Regions from separate parts of the Ovis aries genome. Here region 2 is linked to region 1. A link is a contact called in public Hi-C data. All regions are on one chromosome and are shown on one strand. Each heading gives the region's core, a stretch centred on a gene start, on an enhancer-like site or on the middle of the called end of the contact. The rest is flanking DNA. Distances are from core to core; before and after follow the strand shown.

What was found. A called contact is a pair of places that touch in the nucleus more often than the background predicts.
Region 2: a Hi-C map of tail adipose tissue shows a contact between it and region 1, with 6 times the contacts expected there. The contact joins the promoter of PRR14 here to the promoter of DCTPP1 in region 1. A contact is called at or near these places in 3 of 16 Hi-C or Micro-C datasets (blood and tail adipose tissue).

What each region holds. Positions count from the first base shown.
Region 1 is chr24:27,119,517-27,122,083 of ARS-UI_Ramb_v3.0, reverse strand. DCTPP1 (dCTP pyrophosphatase 1) reads left to right here and starts at 1,298. Exons shown (of 3, transcript XM_004020904.6): 1 at 1,298-1,435; 2 at 2,118-2,228. The coding sequence starts at 1,338.
Region 2 is chr24:27,281,501-27,284,067 of ARS-UI_Ramb_v3.0, reverse strand. PRR14 (proline rich 14) reads right to left here and starts at 1,277. Exons shown (of 11, transcript XM_027961457.3): 1 at 1-1,277.

The sequences.
Region 1 (2,567 bases), core at 49-2,548:
TTAAATCAGGGCATCTCTGTAACCTATTTTAAAATAAGTGGCTCAGCAATGTTATCAAGGATCCAGGTCCTTTCTATCTTACTATCTACCATAGTACTTATCACCATTTGAGACAATATACCCACTCCGGTGTTCTTGCCTGGAGAATCCCAGGGCCGAGGGAGCCTGGTGGGCTGCCGTCTATGGGATCGCACAGAGTCGGACACGACTGAAGCGCCTTAGCAGCAGCCGCAGTAGCAGCAGTGTAGGAGTTAACCCAGATTCTGAAGCCAAACTGCTTAAATTTGTAACCTGGCTACCACTTAACTAGCTGTAGAGTTAAATTACTCAATCTCTCAGTTTCTGTGTCTGTAAAACGGAGATGATGACTATAATATTAACTACCTCAGAGGGCTGATTTGAGGACTGAATGAAAGGCTGTGAGGATTAAATATGTAAAATTGAAACAGCTTCCCTAGTTCCCCTAGAGGATGAGATGGTTGCATGGCATCATCGACTCAATGGACGTGTGTGTGTGTGTGTGTGTGTGTGTGTGTGTTTTAGTGGCTCAGCCGTGTCCGACTCTTTGCGACCCCACAGACTGCAGCCAACCAGGCTTCTCTGTCCATGGGATTCTCCAGGCAAGAATACTGGAGTGCATTGCCATTCCTTTCTCCAGAGGATCTTCCAGATCCAAGGATCGAACCCTGGTCTCTGGCATTACAGGCAGATTGTTCACCTTTTAGGTTACAGAGAAGTCCTCAAAGGACACGAGTTTGAGCAAACTTCGAGGCAGTGAAGGACAGGGAAGCCTGGCATGCTGCAGTCTACGGGGTCGCAGAGTCGGTCACGACTGAGCGACTGAACAACCCTAGTTCCAGTTCATTCCTCAGGCTCAGTTTTATCCTGGAGACATTCCTGTATCGTTTTAATAAACTCTCCTCTCTCCTTTAAACCATTCGTTTCTGGGGTTCGCCACGAGGCTCCCGGAACTGTCATTTCGCTTTGGTGCCATCTGGCGCCCCAAAGGGAAATGACGCGCCTGCGCTCTCCGCTCTCTGCCCTTTGTCTCTTCCCCTGGTCGAATCCGGTACCTATATCTTTAAGGTTTTTGGTCAAGACTCAAGAATTCAGGGGCGAGAGCCAAAGAACACCCGCTTGAAGGCCTCTCAGGTTGGTCCAGTCCGGGTAAGGGGAGGGATTTAGCTAACTCCACATGAGTAACTGGTCTTTCCTTTGGCTCCGCCCCTGTGAGGCAATCACAAACGCCTGTGATTGGTCAGGGGCTCTGGAGGCGGGGGCTCTGAGCTTGGCTGCTGGTTCTCCCTGACGGTCCCCGCTGCAGCTCGGTGGGCGGCATGTCCGCGAATGAAGAGATTCGTGGAGGTGCCAGAGGAGAGAGCACTACCGCTACCGGCCCCTTCAGCTTCAGCTCGGAACCAACGCTGGAGGACATGTAAGCCGTCCTTGCCCAGCCTGAGCTGGGTAGATCGCCCCTACTCCCTCCTTTCGGGTAGGGTCCCTCCACGTGTTCGGAAAGAAAGGCTAGCAGCTGTGCTCAGGTTCTAGTTCTGGGGGCTGACCCCAGGCGAACTTCTAACCTTCTCCTCTGCAAAATGGGCTTAACTATACACATCTGAGGCAGGGGACATGCCGGAGTACGGTGATGCTTCTGCCCTGCCTCTGTCCTCCAGGAGCGGGAGGTAGGATGGGAGCAAATGCAGTGTTGAGACGTCGAAGACATTTCTTTCTAGAGGAAATCCAAGAGGGCTTCTTGGGGGAAGTGTCCTGGGGCTGCATTCCGTAAAATCAATAGGATTTAGATATGCAGAGACAGGGTTATTCCAGGTGGAGGAAAACTGTAGAAGCAGCAACAGGAAGTGGAACAATGAAAACGAGGGTATTATTAGATTTCGATAGTTTAGGGTCTGTGTAAGGATGCACCCATTTTACAGATGAGAAAACCACATCCTTTAAAAAAGAGATGACCTGTTTAGGCCATCCAAAGAATTAGTTGCAGAATCCCCTCTGACTCGCATGCCCCCATTGCATCTCACTGAGTACCTGCCAGGGCCCCGCATCTCCTCCCCCAACCCCTAACCTTGGACCTGGACTTCCACCTCTTTCTCCCATTCCAGCCGCCGCCTCCATGCTGAGTTCGCTGCTGAACGAGACTGGGAGCAGTTCCATCAGCCTCGGAACCTCCTCCTTGCCTTGGTGGGGGAAGTGGGGGAGCTGGCAGAGCTCTTGTGAGTAGATGACAGGCTCTCTGGAAGAGTCTGTGTTGAGGAGGGGAGGGGAGGATTCATTTGACCATCAAATATCCATGGATCCAGTTTCCGCTCCTCACTGCCAAGCTCTTCTGTACCTGGTTGCTGGGCATTTAGAGAGATGACTTATGGGTCCGCTGCCCTCTAGGGGCTCCCAGTCTCCTGGGAGAGAAAGGTGTAAAAACAGCAAGGTAGATCCAGGTCTGAGAAGGGGTGGTGGCAACCTTCCTTTACCTCTGCCTCTGGGGTAGAAAGGCTGATCTTCTATAGAAGGCATTCCAGAGAGGGGGAACCACATTTGCAAAGGTAGTGAGATGG
Region 2 (2,567 bases), core at 28-2,527, 160 kb before region 1:
AAGCAAACAAATTTTTTCCCCATTATTTCAATATTTTTGAGAAATTGCTGTGCCAGGAGTAGCTGTACAGCAGAATGGTTAGGATACATGGGCTTCAAAACCAGATACATTGGATTCTATTGCTGTTCCTTAATTTAGCAGTGTTGGGCTTCCCCGGTGCCTCAGCGGTAGAGAATCTGCCTGCAAGGCAGGAGCCGCCTGAAGCGTAGGTTTAATCCCTGGGTCGGGAAGATCCCCTGGAGAAGGAAATGGCAACCCACTCTATTATTCTTGCCTGGAGAATCCTATGGATAGAGGAGCCTGGTGGGCTATATAGTCCATGGGGTCGCAAAGAGTCAGACACAACTGAAGCGACATAGCACACACAAATGTTACAGTAAAGAGGTTCTAACTCGACTGCGCTTGAGCGCCCCCATTCGGAAAGTCCATGGGGTCGCAAGAGTCGGACACAACTTGGCGACTAAACCACCAAACCGCACAGCTGCTGGCACACGGTGTGGGTTGTTTTTCTTGTTTCACTATAGTTATTAGATGCTCAGGTTAAATTCTGACTTTGCCCACTCAGCTGTCAGAGCGGTGGAGAAAAGGGAAGGGGGCTCTTCTGTAAGTCACTGAAGTCCAGCTAGTCTGTCAGGGACTTTATGACAAGACTGTCAAGAAATGGACAGTCTCGGGGCCAAGATGTCTCAGAAGGAAAAGCCCTAGTGATTAGGTCAGAAAGAGCACTGGACTTGGAGCCAGATAGACCTGCGTACCAGTCACCCAGTCTCAATGTTCTTTTTTTTAAAAAAATCTTATTCTTAAATAGGGCTTCCGTGGTGGCTCAGACGGTAAAGCGTCCACCTGCAATGCGGGAGACCTGGGTTCGACCCCTGGGTTGGAAAGATCCCCTGGAGAAGGAAATGGCAACCCACTCCAGTACTCGTGCCTGGAAAATCCCATGGACAGAGGGGCCTGGCAGGCTACAGTCCTTGGGGTTGCAAAGAGTCTTTAACAGGGACCACACTCCCTGACCTCACATGGAGCGTTGCTCAGAGTTAGATGATTCCAATGAGAAGACTGTTTTGCACCTGGAACAATGTAGAAATTCCACAAAGGTGCTCAGTTCCATAAAACCGGCATATCTCAGGACAGGAACCCAGTTCATTTTGCTGTCAGGACGCACTCTCTGAGGCCTTGGGGGTCAGCAGAACAGAAAGAGTCGACGTAGAATCTCCCAGAGGGCGCTGATCAGTTTGGGCTCCCTGCATTAGTAACCTCCTGGGGACTCCTGCTGCAGACCTGAGAACCTGGCCCTCTGTCAGGCGTTACCTAGCAACAGCGTCCTGGAGTCTGGCCCAGGAGGCCAATCAGCGTGGACTTCGTTATTTCAGTGATGTAAACAGTCCAATCACTGGGCATTGTCAGAAGACACGTCCTCAAGCTAATCTCCGCAAGCACCAATGGGTTAGGAGTATTAAGAGCTGGAGCTAAATATTTGGAGCTGGCTCTTATTTGATAAGATCATCTGAAGGAAACGAATGACTAGCTTCCGACTGTATTTGAATGATGGTTGTGAAGGCAGTCGCCGCCATATTCTCTTAGGGCATTTTCCGATGCCTTTGTTCACTGTTGAGTCCTAGAGTGACCCACGACGCTATGATTCCTCTGTTTTGGCCGCAGCTTGGCCCCAACTTGTAGCCAGATCCGGGCCGACTCAGACGCCGGGTCTAGCAGGGCAGTGCTCCTTGGCTCGGAAAAGAGAGTGGCCCTTGGATTGGGGCATCCAGGACTTGGGGACTGGAAGAATTCAAGCCCGCCGCACCAGCACCGTTCCGCAGTTGAAGCCCAGAGCCTGGATCCCGCCAAGGAGGCTGTGAGCTGTTTAGCTTTACCGCCGCGGCAGAGTTAGTCTTGGAGAAGTGAAATCTGAGGCGCAGAAGGCTCTTTACCGAAAGTGATGTAGAGACCTATGGCCACCTGGGGGCACTCTGTGAGGGCCTTTCGTGGTCTCCCTTTATTCGTCTATTCACAGAGTACCTAATTAAGCGAGTTCTTAGACGGGAGCCCCAGAAGCGGATTACTCAAACCGGGCAAAATGCCCGAGGAACAGGGGGCGTAGTGAGCTGAAGCTTGGGGAGGGGCTGTCCTAGAGTGTCTACGAAGCCTTTTATAATTATTTACCACGATCATCTTGCTATGTCTATGACTGCTGCTGCTACTGCTAAGTCGCTTCAGTCGCGTCCAACTCTGTGCTACCCCAGAGAGGGCAGCCCACCAGGCTCCCCCGTCCCTGGGATTCTCCAGGCAAGACATAGTTTTGTTTTTTAACGGCTTTATTGAGATATTATTCACACACCATATAATTCACCCGTTTAAACTGTACAATTCAATGGTGTGGGGTGTTTTTTTTTAGTATATTTAGAGTTATGAAACCATCACCACAATCAACTAAGCACATTTTCATAACCCCAGAAAGAAACTCCTCAGCTATCACTCCTCATTCTCTCCTCCCTCAGCTCCTGGCAACCCTAATCTGCTTTCGGTCTCTGAAGATGTGCCTTTTCTGGACACTGCATGTAAAGGAA